Regions from separate parts of the Macaca mulatta genome. Here region 2 is linked to region 1. Evidence: chromatin contacts called from public Hi-C data. All regions are on one chromosome and are shown on one strand. The core of a region is the stretch at or near the end of the contact, and the rest is flanking DNA. Distances in the headings are between cores, read along the strand shown. Region 1 holds the start of ACTR3 (actin related protein 3). Region 2 holds the start of SLC35F5 (solute carrier family 35 member F5).

Region 1 (4,252 bases), core at 1,274-3,773:
TGCTAATAAAGCTGAAAGTGTAACTTCCCAGGAGGCACCACTGGCAACTTGCAAGACCAAAAAGCCTTTTGAGGACCAAAATAACTGAAACTCTAAAGGGGGAATTTCAGATTGTGACAAATGGTAAAGAGAGGGAGGTGGCAAGGGGACTCCTAATCAGTTCCATTCAAATCATCAAAGTGCAGTTAACAACCTCTCCTTATCAGAGAAACCAGTGTAATAACTTAAAAATATACTATTGTAATAATTGTAATTTTAAAACAGAAATACTCTAGGTTAAATTGAACCCCTCTCCCCGATCCTACTGGTCATTCAGCATGTTTTAAATTCAAGGTTGCCCTTTAGGAAAGGAGGTCACTTAAGGACAGATGACCTCAATGAGACATCCTGTATACTAATTCGAAACTATTTCAAAGAGGGAAAAATGGAGATTAGAAAAGTAACATACTACTTGAGATGTTACCATATTATTTCTTAGGGCCACAGTTATTTACACTATTTTTTTTGACAACTCAGTAATTTCTAAAGCATTAATTATGTAGCAATATTCGTCACTTTAACAAAACACATTTAAAAAGTTCTATCCTACTGACTCAGGCCAAATCTAATTTTAAAACTGAACTTAGACATAAAACTACTCATCAATTAGACTAAGAAGGGGGAAATAAAAAAAACTATTGGTTCCGAGAAATGAGAACCAATTAAGAAAAAACTTTATAATAAAGTGTTCATGAAAAACTTTATAATAAAGTGTTCATCAATAAAATACATGGAAGTTCCAAGGCTAATCTAGGCTAGTGCTTTCCTAGGGAGAATATTAAGAAGTTGGTTGTTTCTCTCTACCTAATTGGGATTTTAGAAACTGCCACACTAGCTAGTTATGAGAATGAAGATTAAAGAAATTTCACGTAAAGAGTGAAGGACACACAATCTTTTAAGTAACAATAATGAAATTAATAATTATAATTAATAAAAAAACAAGCCTCTCACTGCCTTCCCCCTCAAAAAAAAAAAAAAAAATTGGGAGTGTTTTGGGAATTGGAGAGATGTAATCAGAACAGAAAAAAAAAAAACCCTTCCTATAAGTCATCGTGAAGCAGTGATTCTACATTAAAATAAGAGTAGTCTATTCTCTATGTAGTTATGAGTGTGGTACAACTCTCTAAAATGTCTATTAATACAAAATGAAAGATCACTTTTAAGCCATTCTACATTTTAGCAAACTACCCTACAGATCTAGGAGTAACTACTTGCAACTTAAACACATTCCTATATACCTCTATACCTTTCTGCTTCCTTCAAGATACCTTTACAGAATGAACGAATACAACTTAAATTAGTTTATTTCCCAGGGTGCTTCCTTTCTCCCCTCTCCATGAAACATAAGCACATTTTTTAAGTCATATAAATGGATACCAAGCACCTGTAATTCAGTCTCTTTAAAATCTGCTTAATTTTAAAAGTTCTAATAAGATGTGTTCAGGTTGGAAACTAAAAACTACCTTATAAGGGTATAAAAGACTGAAAGCAGGAAGCGGCTTTGACAAAACTAAGGAAGTTACAGCGCGCTTGCTCACTGGGGGACTTTTTTGAGGCTACAGAAGTAACACATGACATCTTTCTCCCTCGAATTAAAATGTGACTCGGTTCACCGGTTGAAACGCAGAGGGAGATGGCAATGACCGGGAGTCGAAAGGAGAAGGTGGGTGGTCAAATGAAAACCCCACTGTAGGTTCCCATTTTCAGAGTCCGATTCTTCCCTTTCCCCACCCACACCCTGGGCAGAATGTTGTCACAGCGATCTTGCAAAACCTACCAGGAGCGCTTCTCTTTTCTAGCTCCTCTACCAGGCCAGTCCCCGAGCTCGGCCCCTGGGTCCCCACACCGACTGGCAAAAAGGGACACGGAGGGAAAGCAAAGCCGGATGGGTCGGGCCCGGGGACCACCCCTAAGACGACCGTCCCTAGCACTCTCTGGGCGGCACTGCCCACCGCCGTGGGGGAAGGGCCGGGAGGGGTCGCGCGGAGGAAGCTGCAGGGAGGGTTGGGGGTTGAATCTGGGGCCCGCGCCCCCGCCCCAGTCCTAGGAGGGAGAAACGAGGGGACCGGCGAGGCCCTGGCTCCGGGCCCCACCCCTCGCTGGCCGGCGAGTCTAGGACTGACAGCCGGCGGCAGCACCTCGCCGCACCATTCATTTCCCGGCCTCCTCCCTCCCCCGCCATTTTCCTTCCTCCGCCTCAGTTTCCCCACCCCCGCCCGTAAGCCCCCTTACCCCGTGCCACAGTCCACCACACAGGCCGGCAGCCGTCCCGCCATCTTCCTCCTCGCCTGCTGCTGCTGCTGCCGCCGTCTGCTCCGTGCTGCTAGGGGCCAGAGATTGGCGGCGGGAGACAGGCGCTATCTGACCATCCACAGCCGGGCCGCCTTCACCGTCCGGGGGGTAGCCGGGAAGCCGAAGCAGTAGCAAGAAAGCAGCAGGCTCGGTCAGCGGCTATCACTTCCGCAACCCAAGCAGGCAGGCAGTCCCCGCCCTGCCCCGCCGCGGCCTCCTCCCCCTCTCTCTTCCCTCCTCCCCACTCCTGCCCCCACCCTACAACTTCTTCCCCTCACGCCGCCTTTCCCCGGGAAGCCAAGATGGCCGCCGGTGCCGACGCCCCGGCCAGGCCAGGCCCAGGCCCCGAGCACTCCCCCTTCCGCTCCGAGCGGGAGGGGCTAGCGAGCATGCGCAATAAGGTGCGTTCGCCTGCCGGGGCTCCGATCCTGAAGTTAGTGAAATCCACAGCGGGTTTTCCAGGAGGGTAGAGACGGAGAAGTCTAGCCGAGCTTCTAGTTCTGCTTCTGAAGCTGGAAGGGGCTTTTCGGTGGTAGCCCTTGGGTTAGTTTCAGTTACTTCTCTGCTAGGTTGAGGAAAGAGTGGAAGCGCCTCCTGCAGCCACGAATATCCTCCAGTGCCTGGGAGAAAACGGCCTAATCGAAAACGTCCGCGGCATGCATCCATTCTTAAAACTTGAGTGGCTGCTTTTCTGGGTGGAAAAGAGCGATATCACACAGGGTGAGCAGTCGGGGAACGGATGAACAAAGGCTTGCACCGTGGCCCTGATGCCTTTGTTCCGAGTTTTATTCAGTTGTACTTGTGCGTTGTTACAGGACTTCAGAATGTAGCCCTGCCCTCCAACCCCCACCTCCCAAGGCCTGAGCTCCTGAGGAAGGCAAACCGCCCAGGAATATATTCTGCAAAACTACAAACAGCCTTTATTCAAGGCTTTTGGACTATGACAAAGATTACCCTCAGGAGTAGTAAGATTCTACTAGCGGGATAATAGAAGGGATTTAGCCCCCCCAAAAAAAATTTTTTTTAAGTTAAAGACGGAGGCGGGCCGCAGTGGGTCAGGCCTGTAATTTCAATGCTTTGGAAGGCCGAGGTGGGAGGAGAGGATAGCTTGAGGCTAGGAGTTCGAGATCAGTCTGGGCACATAGGGAGACCCCCCCACCACCACCACCATCCCTCCAAAAAAAGAAAAGAAAACTGGAAAGCCTTAAAGAAACCTTTCAAACTTTAGTGTGTGTCAGAATCACCCGAAAGGTTTGTTAAAACAGATTGCTGGGCCACACCCCCAGAATTCTCTGACTGGGCTGTCTGAAATAATGCCTGAAAATCTGCGTATCTAATCAGTTCCTAGTTCCACTTTAGGACCCTAGAAGGTTAATAGCTTTCCTCTCTACCAGGCTGATCTTAACAATAAACCATTCTGAGTTTGCTAATGTGAAGCTAAAATAAAAATATTCTTTAAAAGGAAGGATGTCTTATTCAGTCCGTGAGATCATCTAATGTGGTATTAAGCTGGCCTGGGGGATGGAATCGGGTGTTTCATTTATTCACTTGGCAGGTAAGTATTGCTTACCTACTCTGTTATGGCAGGGACTGTGCTGACTCTGAGTATTCGGTGGGACAAAATAGTTGAGGTCTCTTGTAGAGTTTGCAGATTAGCGGAAAACAGACAAATTGTGTTAAGAGCAGTAGAAAGGAGAGCTGAGGACTCTGAGAAATGAGGGCAAGGAGTGGGAGAATGGGAGGAAGGTGGAAGGCAGGGAAGGAGTCTGACCAGCTGGTATTTAAAAGCTGAGCTGGGAGGAAGAGCCTCCCAGGAGAGTGAACAGCAAGTATCAAGGACCTGAGGCAGGAGCAAGCTTGGCATCTTCTACAAGTTGAAAGAAGATCCATATGGTCAAAACGAAAGAGTCAGAGAAGATGC
Region 2 (4,660 bases), core at 1,011-3,510, 150 kb after region 1:
AAGTAGGATGTGATTGTTGTCTCCTTTTAATGTCCCTCTGGGTCTGACAGTTTAAAATAACCACATTCCTCAGATAAAAATAATTTTCTTTTCTCACTCTAAATGACAGAAATGGAGACTTCGGAAAGGAATTAAGTATAAGGAAAAGATCAAGAGACAGCAGGATGTTCAAGTTCATTGAACAAACATTGACTGGCAGCTAGAGAATAGTAGGCACTATTCTAGATGCTGAGGATAATAGTGAAGAACAAAACAGAACAAAATCCTTTCTCTTGTGGAACTTACATTTGAAATTACACAGTTGAAGATTTAGCCTTGGGTAAGACATAGACATAAGGACAAAAAAAGGAATGCCTGAGATGCTCAGGATGCTGCCACAGCACAGAAACACACTAGGGCCTATGTTACAGCAGTCCCGTGGAATTTCCCTTAAATAACCCAGGGAAAAGATATTAATGGAAGTTAAACTAGGTTTTGAGACTAGCTGAAGACAGTCTGCCAGAATTACTTTATCCGTTACAAGAATATCCACAGCTTGTCCTTTAACAGATGGTCTGGAAACAGGAGGTAATAATGGTAACTTACACAGTACTATCATTTACAATATTTTAATTCAGAAGCTCATATTTATAGAAGAAACTGAGGCACAGTAGAAAGTAGAATAATCCTCAAGATTATATAACAAATTGTAGTCAGATTAAGAATTGGTATCTAGCTTTCCTGACTCTTAAGATTCTGAGAGATATTTATAATGCTATTATTTTTTCAGACTATACATCAAATATTAGCATAAAGAATTCTTAGGCGTCTTACGGGCTGATACCCTAAAGAATGCTAACGAAATAAAAAAAGAGACTGGTGCTGGAATAATATGATTAATGTCTGCAACGAAATTTCCCCTAAGTAGTCATACCAAGTAGTTGGTTAAGGTTTTTTTTTTTTTTTTTTTTTTTTTTTTTCTTGCACAATACGTTTCTGAATGATTTATTAGAGGTGTTTGATGCTTATAGTTTATTTGAAATTGATTCGATCAATTAAAATGCTCATTGGCATTGTTTTATTAGTCGCTAGAATATGCATTCAACTTCACTGAAACAAGACTTAAAAGGTAAGAGGTACACTAAATCGTGACTACAAGAGTAAGAGAACTTAATTTCTTCACACCATCTGGACAAGATGTTAAATTACAGAACCCTTTAGTCTTGTTTTTGTCTTCTAGATAGAAATCAGGATGCTGAACAAACCTTTCCCATGGAATAGTCAAAATATTTAAGGAACAATCTATATACAGTTTAATAATCGCCAACATTTGGCAGGGCGTGGTGGCTCGCGCCTATAATCCCAGCACTTCGGCAGCTCGAGGCGGGCGGATCACTTAAAACCAGGAGTAGGAGACCAGCTTGGCCAACATGGCGAAACCCCGTCTCTACTGAAAAATATAAAAATTAGCCTGGCATTGGTGGCTTGCGCCTCTAGTCCCGGATACATTGGAAGCTGAGGCTGGAGAATCGCTTGACCCCGGGAAGCAGAGGTTGCAGTGAGCTGTGATTGTGCCACTGCACTCCAGCCTGGGTGGCAGAGTGAGACACTGTCTCAAAACAAACAAACAAAAAATTGCTAACATTTGTGAGGTTCTTATTATGTGCCACGAATGGATCTAAGCCCTTCACATTTGTAAACTCATGCAATCCTGGCATATACACAAAAAACGAATGTGGCTGGTACTATCATCATGTCCATTTTGTAGATAAAGAAACCGAGGGCCAGAGAAGTTGAAGTAGCTTGCCCTAGGATGTAGTTTGTAACTCCTAGAGCTGAGATCTTGTTTATATACAAAAGGTTTCAAGAATCAAAAGCACTCTAAGCCACTTTGCGTTTCGGCTGTCGAGAAAGGGATATCCAAAGTTTCAGGTTCGCAGTTTGTGAAACGGAGCTGCCAGCTTTCGTTCTAAGGCGGGCTTAGGTTTGGCACTCCCTCGTCCAACGCTCTGCCCCAGACACCCACGCTCGCTTTCCTCTTCTTCCTCCACCTCGCCCTACTTCCCTTCTTCCTATCTTCGCTCTTTTTTCGCCTCGCCGCCGTGTATCCTCGTTCGCTGCAGAGCGCCTCGCATTACTTCCCTAGCCTCTGCCACGCCACGCTGGATACGCGCCCACGCGCAGTCCGCCGTCGCGCCTCTATGACGTGTCGCCGCTTTCGGGCGGGGGGGGGGGCGAGGCTGCGCGGAGGGCAAGCCGGGGGCGGGGCCGGGGCCAGAGCAGAACCCCGGGTCTCCGCGGCCATCGCTGACTGAGCTGTCCCTTCCCCTCACCCGCTCCACGCCCTCCTGGGCCGAGTGGAGTTGGGTGGTGTCAGCAGCCTCTCCCTGAGGGGCACCGCGGCTTCAGGAGCTGGGCCTCAAGTGCGGCGCGATGTCAGGCGCCGTGACAGCTCTGTGAGTCCGAGGCCGCGGCCGTGGCGCTGGGCGGCTGCGGGGCCTGGCCGGTCCGCTCATGGTGCCGCCACGACGCCATCGCGGGGCAGGAAGGCCAGGTAGGCAGGCAGGGAAGGGCCCCGACATCACCGGAGCCCAAACCGGGACGGAGTGCCCACCAACAGCACCACCTCCTGCCCTTGGTGGCAGCCGGAGCGCCTTGACCGAAACCGTGACGGTCTCCAGGGGCGGAGGGACGGGAGCTGACAGGGGCGCCCGAGCCCTGCGCCCACCCCTGGCAATTGAGGAAGCCGTGCGTGCGCCCTCGCCTCGGCTCGCCGGGGAGGCGTCACTGCCTTAACTGTCTTCCCCGCTCCAAAACAGGAGGAGGATTCCTTTTCCCAGCTGTTTCTTTTGAAATGACTGGATGTTTTGACAGAGGTGGGTGGAGGAGCGTGGAGAATCCTTTTCTTTTACCACTTGAGGATATTGGAGAGGTGCCTTCAAGATCCACAACAAATCACTTACTCTCGGATAACCAAATTCCACTCCAGGAGATCGGGGACAGAAAAGACACTTTTAGAAACAGTGTCTAGACGCTGTCCCCGGGGATGGATTCCTCTGGGTGGAGAGGTGAATGGAGTTCTGTGTTTGTGAAATTCAGAGAAGCTATTTTCTAGTAGTTAACTATTCTTAAATGTGCCGTCTGTTGTATATTACTCCCCCTCGCTGCCCGCCCGGTATCGCGTATCTCTCTAAGGATAATCTGAAGCGTACAGTGGATACCATGAAAGTACTGAGAAAGGTGGCAAGTATGTTTAACACCTTTTGGTCCTTTTCTTTGATTTGCTTTCAGTTTGAAGGCGAAGAGTAAAAAACGATGTGATGAATCTTACCTTGAGTTACTGACGTTTTCATAGCATAATTTCATGGTTGTTTTTAGGGGTGCTGAGTTCTTCACCTTTCAGACTGAGATCTGCCAAGTTTTCCGGCATTGCTCTTGAGGATCTCAGAGAGGCTCTTAAGACCAGGTAGGTTCCACATGCTTATCCACTATGTAACTTTCACACTGAACATTAGCTAACACATGTCAGATGTTTCTGTTATACTAATTTTCTGATTTTTAATGGTTATTTTTCTAAAATCATCTCTAATGTGATCTGTATTTTCTAAAAAAAACAGACTGCAAATGGTGTGTGTGTTTATCATGAACCGAATGAATTCCCAGAACAGTGGTTTCACTCAGCGCAGGCGAATGGCTCTTGGGATTGTTATTCTGCTGCTTGTTGATGTGATATGGGTTGCTTCCTCCGAACTTACTTCGGTACGTACCTGCGGTCCAGGAATGATGTTACATTACAGCCACGATGTTACTGTTAACCTGTAGTAACTCTAGCCATTACAATCTCCTGCTTTCTCAAAGCAGTATCTTAAATGCTATCGAATTTTTAAAAAATATCGAATGATTGCCACTTGAAGTTAAAACTGAAAGGATGATCTTTTTTATTGTTTCATACAGTTTTCTTGCATCTTTTAGGGAGGGTTACTTAGAGAGACTATGCATATTTTCTTATATTTGAAAGTGTTACTTTTGGCTTTTTTTCTAAATTCAAATTCTTTCTGTGAATATTATTTTCTAGTGAAATAACTATCAGGATGCAAAACAATGTCACCATTTACTAGAAAGTTCAGCGTGCTTTTGGACAAATGAGTAAAAATAATGAGTTTTCATGTGTAGGTCACTGTTATGCCCATGAGTGGTTGCATCCACATTTATGCTTGCTGACTCAAACCTTATTATGAGGTGCTTGGTATACCTCATAATTTTCCTTCAGTTAAGTTGTATCTTTACAATTTCCTTCAGTTAAATTGTATCTTTATTGATGACCTATTGGTAGTAATGTGGCATTTTGAATTTGCAAGCTAGTTTTTCTTTCTACTTGTATACTTTATTCTGCTTGGTTAATGATCCCTATAAAAAGCAACTTTTATTTTCAGAAGTCTGCATTTCAACTTCTATGTTGCAATTTTAAGGCGAATATACAGCAGGAAACTGGCATTTATAAAATGAATTTAACTTTCAAAAGCAGTTTAATACTCAGGTCTTCTCATATTGTAGCTAAGTAAATATTGACATTGGCATTGTATTCTATGAGTATATAAGTTTTTTTTTTTGAGATGGAATCTTGCTCTGTTGCCCAGGCTGGAGTGCAATGGCGCGATCTCGGCTCACTGCAACCTCCGCC

What was found. A called contact is a pair of places that touch in the nucleus more often than the background predicts.
Region 2: a contact with region 1 is called in a Hi-C map of fetal cortex germinal zone, with 3 times the contacts expected there. The contact joins the promoter of SLC35F5 here to the promoter of ACTR3 in region 1. A contact is called at or near these places in 4 of 14 Hi-C or Micro-C datasets (CD4 T cells, cortical neurons, fetal cortex germinal zone and 1 more).

What each region holds. Positions count from the first base shown.
Region 1 is chr12:23,708,470-23,712,721 of T2T-MMU8v2.0, forward strand. ACTR3 (actin related protein 3) reads right to left here and starts at 2,524. Exons shown (of 12, transcript XM_077956869.1): 1 at 2,272-2,524. It overlaps LOC106992551 (a long non-coding RNA gene), which reads left to right and starts at 1,585. Exons shown (of 9, transcript XR_013401963.1): 1 at 1,585-1,702.
Region 2 is chr12:23,859,282-23,863,941 of T2T-MMU8v2.0, forward strand. It overlaps SLC35F5 (solute carrier family 35 member F5), which reads left to right and starts at 2,261. Exons shown (of 18, transcript XR_013401972.1): 1 at 2,261-2,855; 2 at 3,358-3,445; 3 at 3,597-3,738.